Linked DNA regions of Mus musculus: all the other regions are linked to region 2. A link is a contact called in public Hi-C data. All regions are on one chromosome and are shown on one strand. Each heading gives the region's core, a stretch centred on a gene start, on an enhancer-like site or on the middle of the called end of the contact. The rest is flanking DNA. Distances are from core to core; before and after follow the strand shown.

Region 1 (4,019 bases), core at 1,284-3,783, 550 kb after region 2:
GGGAAGAAAAGAGAGGGGAAGAGATGGGAAGAAGAGCAGTGTGAGGCAGGGAACGAGTTGTTTTGTTTTGTGTTTGTGCCAATGTCTCACTGTGTAGCCCAGACTACCCTCAAAAACACGGTCCTTATGCCATAGCCTCTCCAGAACCAGGGGATCACAGATATACAACACCCTGACTTTTTATATCATTTTAAAACATGTACTTGTTTGTTTGTTTGTTTGGCCAGAGAACAACCCAACTCTCTCCTTCCACCACTGTGTGGGCTCCCTGCGGTTGAACTGGAATTCAGACTAAATCCTGTTGTCAAGTTACTTTATCTGCTGAGCCTTCTCATCAGCTCGCTGGCCTTTGGGAGTTCTAGAGCTAAATCCAGGACACCACCAGCACAGCTCCAGCATCTAAGAACCGTGGGTTCCTGCTGAGGATAGGGGGTCCCTCTGCCCTATCTCTTTCACATGGTGGATTCACACCTTCCGTAGGTCATTTCACCTCTGTGAGCCTTGGTTTTCTCATCTCTCATATGGGCCCAAGGAAGCAAGCTTAGTCTCGTCCTTGGGTTGGTATGAGGTAAGAAGATTGAATGACAGGAACCAGGCGTGGGAAATTCTTGGCCACACGCCCGGTGTTTGATCTGTCTTTGGAGTTGATGACACTCCCTTTCTTTCTTTCTTTCTTTCTTTCTTTCTTTCTTTCTTTCTTTCTGTCTGTCTGTCTGTCTGTCTGTCTGTCTGTCTGTTTTTGATTAAAAAAATTTTTTGAGACAGGGTCTCAAATACCCCAGGATATCCTTTAACTCATTTCATAGCCTAGAATGACCTTGGACTTGTTTCCACCTCCCCAGAGCTGTGGTTACAGGTGTGCGCACTGCTCCTATTTTATAGGACGCTGGGGATCCAACACAGGCCCTTCGGTGCACGTTGGGCAGTCACTCTACCAGCTGAGCCATGTCTCCCAGCCCCTCCTTTGATGTAAATGTTTGGGATAGAGCCCCAGGCAACAGAAAGAAGTCTCACAGAGGGGCAACAAGGCTGAAAAACTCCTGCTGAGGATAGGGGTGCCCTCTGCCCTGCACAGGCAAGTGGCTTTCATATGCACAGAGCCAGGAAGTGCACGTGGCTCTCAGCTGTTTGTCAATGGCGTGAACTGGGAATGGTGCAGCACCGCTTAGCCCACCCCCAGGAGTCTCTGATCCACCCCAAGGGAGGAAAGGCAGGAGGTGAGGGGGACATGATAAGAAGAAGGTTGGCAGGGAGCATCGATTCTGATGTTTTCAAAGCTCTCCTCTCCTACAGGAACCAAACTTTAATAACCAGATCCAAGGAGTGAAAGAGAAAGAAACCAGACCATCAAACCCTCCCTGATGAGCAGGCCATGCCTCAGAGAGCTCCAGGGCTGGCTTTGAAACTGTGTGAGTTTAACCCGCAGCAGACACACTTGGCTTCCCCCACTCCACCCCACCCCCGACCCCATTCCCACCTCAGGGGAAGTCAGAAAAAAAAGGCAGAAACTAAAGAGAGATTCTTCTGAGAACAAAGAAACCCATCAGAAGGGGCACCATCTTCACAAAGGTTCAAGGTCCTCCTCAGGTTGCTGGTGGGGAAGGTCACAGATATGTTTCTGAGAAGTGTTAGGAGCTGTCATTCCTATATCCCATTCTAGCTAACCCTCTCCTCCGCCCCCCCAGACCCCCCCAAAAAAAACCCACGATCAATCTACAACTCAGAGAGGTTGCTTAACTGATCCCAGAACACACAGCTGGTAAATGCTGCAGCCCCAACCCTGAACCCAGCCTGATCACAAACAAATCTTCCATCTCATTCTTGCCGCCGCCCCACCCCCCCCTCCCCGAGCTATACAACGGCAAGAGGAGAGAGGACGGCGATTGGGAACCACAGAGAAGGTTATCACACTATGCACAGCCTAAAGCAAGCTTTCTCAGCCTCTATCAGCATCTGGGCTGGGCTGAGTGCCTCCTTGCCATGGGAAGGTTCCCTGTGCCTTCTAGGACGGTCGGCAAGCATTTCTGGCTTGTCTCCGTCAGATGCCAACACCACCTTCCTGTCTCCAGTGTGACATCCAGAAATGTCTGAGGACGTTGCCAAACGTCTCCCGGGAGAAAGCCGTCCGGCCTGTCAAAGGCCCCTTGATGCGGAGGAAGGCATAAGGAACAGTTATAACCGAGAATTGAAAATCAGTTAAGTACCACGCAGAAGGCCTCTGGTCTCCTTTAATCTCATTTAATCCTCCATGAGAACACTGCGAGGTGGACGTTTTATAGACGGGACATGCAAGGAATCAGAGAGCTGAAGTCACTTAAAGTTCACACAGCCAGCTTGCAGCAGAGCCAGGGGTTTGAACCTGAACCTGCATCTATAAACTCTTTTCCCTAGGGGCCACTGAGAGAGGGGAAACAAAAGACAGAAAAGTGGGCGGACCAAGAAAAAAAAAAAGAAAGAAAGAAACCTAGCAACGCAGTGCAAGATGGGAGCTAAGGAGTCCGGAAATGGAGGCTGGTCCATCATGGGTCCTCGCAATGCTATGCCGACTAGAGGCATGCCTGAAGGATGCTGTTACCTCTGGTGTCCCAGTTCTTGCCTCTGCCCCCTAACTCATCCCTCTGCCTTTGCAAATGGCCCGCACCTGTGTCTACCCTGACTTCCTGTCTCCCTTTCGCATCTCATAAGGAAAGAGGTCTATTTCAAATGCTGCGTGATTTATGGAGGAAAGCCTCTTGCCCCGGCCATCCATCTCTCTTCACAGGGACACACATGCCGAGGAGTACCTATCCCAGGAGTGACCCACATTTATTTTCTGCCAGGAGCCAAGACCCCGGGGGGATTCAAGAATCGTCCCTAAATTACAAGAGAGTCCGGGGGAGACCTCTCCCCCCCCCAGCACCCCGCCCCCAGCCTGAGCCTCCCTCTAAATCACCTTTTAGCGTCTGGGCTGCTGTGAACTGCACGTGTGCAGACAGAGGTGAGCCCCAACCCTGCGGGCAGGAGAGAGACACCAATGGCCAAGAACTTGAAGTAGGGCTGTGCTTCGAACTGACCATGACCCCCATGCTTCCTGCAGCCTTCCCTTGACGTTTCCTGGCGGATACCTTGATAGCAGAAAGCATATTTCTCTCTGAATCTCTTTCTTCGGTCCCTCCACCACCACCACCCCCTCCAGTCTTCGCATTTGTTCTTAATCGCTCTGGGGGTGAAGGCTCCCTTTGAAAATCTGATGAAAGCTATGGGCTCCTCCCTTCATTAAATAAATGATTGTTTACTCCTGTTAAAGCCTTCCCAAATGGAACGACCGGTTTATGGTGGATTTTCTAGGAAGATAAAGGGCTTTCTCCTCCTGTCATATAAAAAAATGTTAATGCCTCCACTCTTTTTCTTTTTAACATTTACTGGTGTGCGATACGCATATGGAAAAGTACACAAATCATAGGCGCTCGACTTAATGAATTTTCCTAAACTGGACAGACCAGTACAGCCTGCACACAGATCGAGAGAGCACTGCTGTGTCTAGAAGCTTCTATTGGCATCCCCTGAGACTGCTTCATCACCCAGTGTAGCCAGGAGCTTGCCCTACACCACCTAGCTGCCTTCTGCTTGGTTTTGCTTGTGACTTAAGTTATGCATAGCTCTTTGCATCCAACATTTCGCTGGGTTCTTGCCCCACAACCACAGAGTGCGCAGCCTAGAAGCAGCCTGCGATTTTCCATGAACACTCCATTACTTTCATTTTTACAGAGTTGGATTTGTGTTGATCTGCATTGTGGTTGGAACGTTCCATGTGTGGATAAGGGTTTGAGATAGAGTCTTATGTAGCCCAGGCTGACTTCCAGCTCTCTTGGTAGCCAAGGATGACCTTAAACTGCGGACCATCCTTCCTCTACCTCCTAAGTGCTGGGATGACAGACAGGCAATACTACTCCTCAGTTAATGTGGCTCTGGGGAATCAAACCCAGGGCACTTGCATACTCAGCAAGCACTCTACCAACTGAGCTATACCCCCAGTTTAG
Region 2 (4,163 bases), core at 920-3,419:
TAAATCTTTGGCCCAAAGCGAGCAGGGACTGGGCAAGCAGAGTCGTCTGGAGCGAGCAGGGTTGACCGGAGTGAACAGAGGTCCTATATTCAATTCCCAACAACCACATGAAGGCTCACAACCATCTGTATAGCTACAGTGTACTCATATACATAAATAAATAAATCTTAAAAAAAAAAACTGTAAGCAGGGCTGGGGACTTGGCTCAGTTAGCAAGGTGCTTGCCCTAGCACACATGCACAAGCTCTGGGTCTCATCCCTAGCACCACGTAAACTGGGTATGGTAGCAAATGCCCATGATCTAGCACTTGAGACATGGAAGCAGAAGGATAGAGTTCAAAATCATCACCAAATCGGAGGTCAGCCTAGACTATGGGAGACCTTGCCTTCGAACCAACTAACCAATCAACCAAATGTAACCTTCCTTATCAGTGTGAAAGCAAGTGGTGGGTACTGTCAGCCTGTAGGTCATGTCCTGTCCACCCTGTCAGTGTCTCCTTGTGCCCACAGGGAGAACAACAAGGCGTGCTAGAGAGACAAATGGTTTGAAGCAAAAGGAGAAACCGGGATGCAGAGGGTAATCTTTTATATTGAACACTCCTACAGGAAACCTTTTTTTTTTTTTTTTTTTTTTTTTTTCCGGCTGGCCCATCATGAACCAGGACTGGACAGGAGTCCCAGCCCAGTCCTGAAGTTCAGCAAAGGCATTCTGGATGAAGTGCCAATGATGACCTCAAGAGGGCGTGCCTGAGGGACTCGGACTCAAGCAGTGGCTCCTAACCAGGGCTGATGCTGTCAACGTGGTTCAGGGCAGCATCCAAAGACATCTTAGGTTGTCTCCCAAAGCGTCTGTCTAGTGGGCAGATACCAGAGCTAAATGGCACTACCCCTTCCTGAATTCATAGACAGGACATCCCTGAGCTCATAGAACCAGCCAGTTGTCACCAGTGCCCAAGTTTGAAACCTAGGCTGAGGGAGCACTGGGAGAAGGAAGGTGACAATTTGGCCTTGAAATAGCTTGCTTCTGAAGAGTCGGGTGGCGTGCAGTTGAGAAAGGAGAGGCCAGGTCACTCCTGTCCGAGGAGGCCACTGAAGATGATGCTGTTCTATGATCATAGGACTTTTTGAAACGTGCTTCCGAGCAGGACTTTGGGATCATTCCCACTATTGGATAACTGGTAAGTTTGAGGTGAAGCAGACAGTGAATTTGATGAGCTCCAGATACGAGGATTGTGAAAGAGGGAGTCAAGGATAATCATTTAGAGACATCCACAGGAACCCAGTGGTCCAAGGACAGCTTAGAGACAATGAGCAGAAAGGTACAACCTGGGCATCATTCATCCTACAAGACCGTCATCTTCATCCTCACACAAGCTCCAAAAATTCTCTGCCATCAAGTTACATGCTGGTCCTTGGAGTATTTTAATTATCTAATAAATCGATAAAAATAATTAAATGACAAAATTAATAACTAAATCAATTAATCATAATAAAAATAATTAATAGAATAATTTAATTAACAAGTATGTATACAATGTATGTGAGTGTAAGCATGTGGATATAGCTCAGAGGACAGATTCTGGGAGTTTGAGTCTCCTTGCAGCTTATGAAGTACCCCAGGCTGGCCAGACTGTGACTTTCAGTTCTGACCTCCACTCCCACGCCCCATCTCCCCGTAGGAGTGCTGTGAGCTCAGATACATTCCTCCACATCCGACTTTTAAAAACGTGTCTTCTGAGGTTCACACTCAGCTGCCAAGCTTGCTCTGCCGGCACTATACACTCACCTCATGGCATAAGAGATGTTACACAACTTGATCAAGGTACCAAAGCAATATTGTAGCAAGGTACAAAAACAGGTCCTGTTGTTTTTATTCTACATCGTATCTTTGTGCCTCAGTACCATGTTTCCCTCCTTCCCTTACTTTATTTTTGTGCAACTTGGCATAGAATCTAGGGGCAAGCTCTACCATCCACCCCCAGCCCTCTTTCTTATTTTTAAGAGACTTGTTCTCTGCATTCGAAAAATCTCCGTGAACTTCTCCGGTGCAACCAGCAGATGGCAGCAAAGGAGCGGCTTAGCGAAGCCATGGGCGCCTGACTCACGCTGGCCGCAACTGCTCATAGCTTTTTCCCAAGGGAAGAACCCAGAAGCAGCTCAGGTAGAGTGCAGTTGTCGGTTGCCCGGTCCTGTTTTAACCTGAAGAAATCGAGAAGCGCCAGGAGGGTGCCGCTCCCATTCCAGTCATCTCCAAAGTGGTCCTGTTTAAAGACAGAGCAAAGGACCTGTATCCTCATCATCTGGAGAGGCAGACACCTACCTACACTTTATGACCTGCCTTCAAGAAAATCCTGGGGGCAGGCTCGGAGTGGAAGAGAGGTTGGTGTGGCATTTGTCTTGAGAAATGGGTGGTGTCTGGTGGGCAGGCTGGAGTCTCTTGAGTCAAGCAGGCAGCTTCCGATTTCATGGATGGTATTTTTGAAACAAATCTTGGGGCTGAGCAGGATACAGCCGGGCTGAGCTTACTCGTGGGGTAGCGAAGAGGCCTTCCTCCCCAGTAATCAGAAGGAAATAAAGAAAAACGGACCATAGATGTCCCCTTTGTTTCCTGAGCGTTTCTTTAGATGGTCATGGATTTTTTTTTTTTATGATAAGTCAAAAATTACACAGTAGTGGAGAAAGGTAGAAAACACACCCAGGCTAGCCTCTACCTTCTTCCTAATTCGAGGTCCTCTGTGCAGGCTTGGCTTGGGGGGGGGGGAGCCAATTACATATCACTGAAAGTGTTCCTGCGTTTTTGTTTTTTCTCATCTTTGCTCTGACTTCTATACAGGTGTTCCCCCAGGCCCCAGAGTAGCCTTCCTCCAACATCCACACAGGTATTTCCCAAAAGCCAACCCCACCCCACCCCACCCCTCATGTATGTCTTAGTGGAGAAAGTTTGGGATCCCAGAACTTGGAAGAGTCTGACGCAAGAGCACTGAGATTTGGTGGGGAGAGGGGTCCACGTGGGATGCAGGAGAAAAGGCTGTCATCAAACAAGATACCATCAAACAGAAAACTAGAATGTCCTGAGAGGGTTGGAGGGGGCATGGAGCAGAGGAAACCTGGCTAACCTTGACAGTATGGTGAACATTGAAGCCACATCCCCCCCACTCCACCCAGTCCCAAGCCGGGACCCCAGAAATCTCCCCACAAAAGGGCCTCCCCTACAGTTTCCTATACCTTCCACCCTGGCCTCTAGTGAGAAGTAATTTTGTTTTATGAAAAGTAGTTGCTTTTTATTGCCTGGGATAGCCTAGAGAGGGTGACCCTCCCAACAGGAAATTAACAGAGAACTCATTGAGGGTGATAATGACTGCTCATAATCATTCGGCTGATAAGTTAATATAACTGATTAATCAACTAATTATACAGTGCCCGAACACACCTACTTCCTTCAGCCTTCCCATTTAAAATAAGCAGGCTAAGACCAGGCGCTACGAGTGGGAAGTGGGAAGTGGGGAGTGGGGTGTGTGTGTGCTAAAGTTAAATTTAACCTAGGCAAGCCCCAGGCTGAAGGCACCATCTTAAATCTTAAGTCCAAATGTTCCTAAACCCCATTGGTTATTGTCCCCTGAGCAGTGTGTGAGTAGGTCATTGGTTAGGATCACACATCTCCGAGAATCTGAACTTCTACTGCCCTTTCAGAAGGCTGTGCACATGTAAACTACATTTTCTGTGTAATTTTCACGGGCTCCTCAAAAAATAGCCCTATAGAATAGCCAGTGAGCTCAGAGTAGCTGACCTTGGGGAGAGCAGGCTGGGCTGGGCCGATAGAGGGGTTGCTTTTCCTGTGTGGTGGCTCCTGAGTTGTTTGGTTATGGCACTGTCTTTCCAAACCTGCTCTTCCCAAGGCTCTCTGCCAGATTGGGAGAACTGGGAGATAGCTAGAGCTACTGCCAGGGTGAAGAATGCCTCTTCTAGGCACAGAGAGATTTAAAAAAAAAAAATCCTACAAGATGCTGGTTCTGGGGACTGAGATAAATGAATGACAGCCCCACAAAGGTGACCGGAAGGAAGGAAGGTCTACCCGAGGGTCAGTTTGGTGTCCATAGTGTCCTTGACACTTGGAGACTTTGGTGAGGCCAAGAAAAATGCTGGTGTGAAAGAATACAAGTCCA
Region 3 (4,630 bases), core at 1,523-4,022, 520 kb after region 2:
CTAGCCAACACGATGAATGTATATGCACACATGTGTATATCTATGTGAAGGTCAGAGGTCAGCCTCAGGGATCTTCCTTGGTCCTTTTTCATGGTGTGTCTTGAGACAGGGTTTCTCTCTCACTGAACCTGAAGCTCATTGGCCAATAAGCCCCAGAGATCCTATTGTCTCTACCTCTCCCACCCTGGAATTACAGGTTCCCTTCTACTGTACATGGATGTTTACAGTAATGCTGGGGAACCAAATTTGAATCTTCATGTTTGTGCGGCAAGCATTTGACCAACAAAACCATGGCCCCAGCCCAAGTTCAGGATTCTAAGAGCCACCAGGTACTTGGACTCTGAAAAGTCCATCTTGAAGTTGAGAAGGCTGTGTTCTCTGCATCCTTTGTCTGGATTGGGCAATGGCATCTTTCATAGTTGACCATTCTTATCAGTATCTGAAAAATGTATTTTAGCAGACGGTCAAACAACTAGGCAGTAGAATAAACGTTCCACACCCCTCTCCCTTTTGTACAGCTTAGAAGGAAGCAGAGGAAGAGAGGATGCGAGGCAGAGAAGGAGCGCGGGGACTGCACAGGTTGGCCAAGGGATTTAACAGCCTGATGGTAATCAGAGAACCTGAGTGTAATTGCTCGTGTTGTTTCTGAAAGCGTCCCAGCCAGCCTGGTGGTCTGACATCCTAATTAGTTAATGGGCACAGGAGGGTTTTACATGTTTAGAAATGAAGGCTTATTGGGTCAGCACTCCGAGATACTGGCATGTTTTCATAAATTGACGTTTCCTTCCAAGACAAGAAGTCTCAAACTTGAACACGTGTCAGAATCCCCCCTGGGGGGCTGATTAAAACACAGCTCACTGGGCCTCACTCCCCAAGTGTCTGGTACAGCAGGTCTGGAGTGGGGACCTAGCATTGACATTATAATGAATATTTGTTCTGAGTGCTGCTGCTGGTGGTGGTGGTGGTCTAGAGGCCTAAGATGGATAGCGAATTCTCTCGGGGAACAGCAATGGAAGAGAAGGATCGAACAGGGATGGCAGAGAAGCCAAGGGGACCAAAAGAAGGGAATTACCACTTGGGAAATGGGGAGAGATGACAAGGAGACAAGAACGTGTTGGGGGCCATGGGGGACAGAGAGGCAAGGAGTGAGAAGGGAAAGCAGGGGTTGATACAGGAGCTTAAATGGTTGCATTCTTGTTTGAAAAGAGGTGACGGCCAAAGAGAAGAAAAGGGCAGGGCAAGGCTGAGCATCCAGTGATGGTTGAACACACAGTGTTGGTAACAGGACAGTGAGCCTTGTGCACCTGTCACTCTCCACCCCCGCGCCCACCGAAAGCACGATGCATGTGAAGTTTCATTTCCCACACAGCTGCACACGCCATTCTTTCAGGTTCTGGCTTCCACTGCTCACTTGCTCTGTGATTCCCTGTTCCCTTCCTCTTAACTAGCTAGCAGCCCCTGGCTTGCTTATTTTGCCAAGAAACCCAAAGCACTCAGGGCGCCTTGATTTTCATCTCTAATATTTAGATTGCCTGATAAAAAAGTAAAGATCCACTAGGTATAAACATGCTTGTAAGAATACTATGGGATGTTTTTGCGCACGCGAGTGTGTGTGTGTGTGTGTGTGTGTGTGTGTGTGTGTGTGTGTGTGCATGGCACTGTACATATGCAGAGATCAGAGAACAACTTGTAAGAGCCAGTTCTGGTTCTCTGCTTCCACCGTGTGGGTCCTAGGGATTGAACTCAGGACATCAGACTTGGTGGCAAGCACCTTTAGCTGCTGAGCCATATTGCCGTCCCAAACGCTATAGACTTTTACAGATTTATTTTTACATCAAATCCACTTTGGTTCTAATTGCTTCCGAAGCTAGGCCACCTCTTGGGACTGTTGACATTATGGTGGTGTGTGTGTGACTTTCCAGATATCTAGAGTTCTTATATTCATACATATTCATCGAAGATTATTTGAAACAAAATTAGGCTGTGTGATTCTTATTGTATCAGGACTTGATGGTTCATTAATCGGATGTCATTTGCATTTCTGTGTGGACTGGGATTCTGGCCTGTGGTTGTGCCTCATTACTGAGTACTCCTCTTCTGGTAGTTTCAGAATCAAATCTCCATTGGTCAATAACGGATGAGCGATCTTGTAGTTTGGTCAATAATGGATCTTGTAGTCCGAGTTCTACCCCAATTACAAGCAGCGTGGATCAAAACATCTACGCTCTTCTGGGTGCTAATTTTGAAAATGTGCGCTATAACAGACATGAAATGAAAAAAGGCCCTACCTACTCTGCCCTTGACAATTCTGTTCTGTCCTGTTTATAATTTTTCGATGCTTGAGAAGGATCTTGACTCGTTTTCCTTGTGGTTTTTTTGTTTGGATTTTGTTTTGGAGTTGACTGGTGAAACCCAGGGCCTTCCACGGGTTAAGCACTGCTCTCTGCAGAGCAAGGTCCTCACCCATCCCACTGATATTTCCTTTCTACCGGGTCCTAGGGGTGGTGCTAAAACTTGAAAATATCATAATCATCGCTCTCTCCCCCTGTGTCTTTTAGGGGGAGATTGTCCTAAAAGGTAACAAGAGCATCAGGGCGGGAATTCAAAGACCAAGTTCTCACTCAGCTCTCCCTCCCCGTGATAGGAAAACACCAGTTTCCCCAGCTAAAGGGAATTGCATCTGAGCTTGGTTTCTCTGCTCTCTTTGCACTCTGGTGCACGCCGCTGTTTTCCGTGAGCCCTCCCCCCCCCAAGCCTGTATAACTTACGGTCCACACCACGTGGTCACCCGCACCCCACCCAGCTTCCCATGACTCAGTCCCCCACACTCATCCCTGAGTCATGAGAGAATGGAACGGCTTAGTAAAGCCGGGCACGCAGCCAGAGAGCGACAGAACGTGTCCAGAAAAATCAGGGATTCTCTTTTCTGCCAGAGAGGCACGGGTGGACACAGTCGATTCTTCGTGGCTGGGCTGGAGGACTTTCTGAATGCTGGCTGCCGGGGAGTGGGGGTGAGGGCGTTCCTCCCTGTGCTTGGCAGCCATTGGGAACAGGCTTGTTATTCAGCAAGCAAAGGAACTAACAGCCGAACTACCATGGGACCGACCATGGCGAACTTTCCTCCTATGTCTCCTTGAGATACCTTGCCAGGGTTTGCATGAGAAGATTCCCCCAGGGGGTCCATGGGTTTGAACACTCAGTCCCCAGTAAGCGGCGCTGTTTGGGGGAGGTGGCGGAGCCTAACTGGCACCACAGGGGCACAGGGATAGGTCTAGAGGTTTATGGTCCAGACCTGCTTCCTGGCCTAGCTCTTGGCACCCCCACCAGCTACTGACATGCAACCAGGCACTTGCCTTGCTGAGACAGTGGACTGGATGCCCTGAAGCGCGAGTCAAAATAAACGTCTGTTTTTAAGTCATGTATCTGATCATTGCGACTGCAACAGACATCTTCATTATAAGCCAGCCGTTTTCTCTCCCTGACTAATAGAAACTGAATTTGTTGAGCAGTCAGTGTGTTTCAGGCTCTATCCTTGGCACTTGGAGTATCTTATTCCATTCGGTCCTCAGACAACCCCTTGATAGACACTGCTGTCATATTTATTGTAAAGTGGAGAAACTGAGTCTCAGGGAGGCAGTCAAAGTACATTGCCACATATTTAAGAGAGGGTGATCTTCTGGCTTTGTGTATAACTGTGATAAGCATGGAATAAAAGTGTCTAGTGGATATTAATAACCCTCAGTTATATGAATATGCAAATGATTCTGATACCACGCTCCTACCAGGAGCTGTCCAAAAGTGAGTGATTTAAAACTGTGAATGTCTGTTATCTTACACCTTCTGTTGGTCAGGACTGTGGGAGTAGCATCGCTGCGGTTCTGTCTCATTGGCTCACATGATCAGGAGTGTAGCCATCTCATTGAAGGGTTCAACTGGGCATAAGTCCATTTCCAAGCTTTTCTGTGAGGTGGTGTCGGGAAGAACCAGCAACTCTCTGTGTGGGTCTTTCTTCTTCTAAAGCAGCTTCAATAGGTCAATAGAGAGGGAAAGAGGAAGAGGGAGATGGAGGGAGGGAGGGGAAGAAACAGGAGAAGGAGAGGGGAGAGGAAAGGAGATCTTGATGGGAACAAAGGAAGGAAGAAAGGGAGAGAAGATGGGAAAGAGAGAGACATTGCTGTAACTGTGTTGCCTAACTCAAAAGTGATACTCTTTTGAGTGTCTTCTTTTGGCTTCTGCCAAAAGTATCTTCTGCTGGATGCTATTGGTCCTACAAACCAGCCCTGGGAGAAAGTGAAGTGCATCCCATCCCTATAGGATCACCCAGAGTCACCTTGGAGGCTGGCACCATGGGAAACATCATCGTCACCCAGCAAACCTTTGAGGACACAGAAGTCCAAGGACCCATTTTTCATTCCCTGTCTCCAGACACCCTCCCAACCAAAGTCCAATGGAGAAGATGGCACCTCTCCAAAACATGAGGAAATTTTAATAGTGATCCTGCCTATCAATATCACCCTATACATTTTGTTCTCATTGACTTCTTGTTCTCAACAAATAAGCAGGTTTCATTGTCCCATTCTTTGCTATCCCGGACTGAAGATGTGTGCCTTCTACTCTGCCCTCTCCATCA

What was found. A called contact is a pair of places that touch in the nucleus more often than the background predicts.
Region 1: a Hi-C map of uterus shows a contact between it and region 2, with 5 times the contacts expected there. The contact joins the enhancer-like site here to the promoter of Tbx3os2 in region 2. A contact is called at or near these places in 1 of 15 datasets of contacts at CTCF or cohesin (embryonic stem cells), 11 of 484 Hi-C or Micro-C datasets (common lymphoid progenitors, embryonic stem cells, gonadal supporting cells and 1 more), 6 of 115 datasets of contacts at active chromatin or transcription factors (craniofacial prominence, embryonic hindbrain, embryonic stem cells and 1 more) and 1 of 9 other capture datasets (embryonic stem cells).
Region 3: a contact with region 2 is called in a Hi-C map of muscle stem cells, with 2.4 times the contacts expected there. The contact joins the enhancer-like site here to the promoter of Tbx3os2 in region 2. A contact is called at or near these places in 4 of 484 Hi-C or Micro-C datasets (embryonic stem cells, muscle stem cells, palatal mesenchyme and 1 more), 7 of 115 datasets of contacts at active chromatin or transcription factors (craniofacial prominence, embryonic basal ganglia, embryonic forebrain and 3 more) and 1 of 9 other capture datasets (embryonic stem cells).

What each region holds. Positions count from the first base shown.
Region 1 is chr5:119,136,600-119,140,618 of GRCm38.p6, reverse strand. No RefSeq gene overlaps it. Among named protein-coding and RNA genes, the nearest start is that of Gm31129, 5.0 kb to the right of the region's middle. Within about 2 kb of position 2,533, at least 14 of the 459 cell types and tissues checked have an H3K27ac peak or open chromatin away from gene starts, as enhancers often do. A contact at or near this core is called in uterus, where this site is marked.
Region 2 is chr5:119,689,224-119,693,386 of GRCm38.p6, reverse strand. It overlaps Tbx3os2 (T-box 3, opposite strand 2), which reads left to right and starts at 2,169. Exons shown (of 3, transcript NR_040416.1): 1 at 2,169-2,379.
Region 3 is chr5:119,166,188-119,170,817 of GRCm38.p6, reverse strand. No RefSeq gene overlaps it. Among named protein-coding and RNA genes, the nearest start is that of Gm7538, 32 kb to the left of the region's middle. Within about 2 kb of position 2,772, at least 92 of the 459 cell types and tissues checked have an H3K27ac peak or open chromatin away from gene starts, as enhancers often do. A contact at or near this core is called in muscle stem cells and uterus, where this site is marked.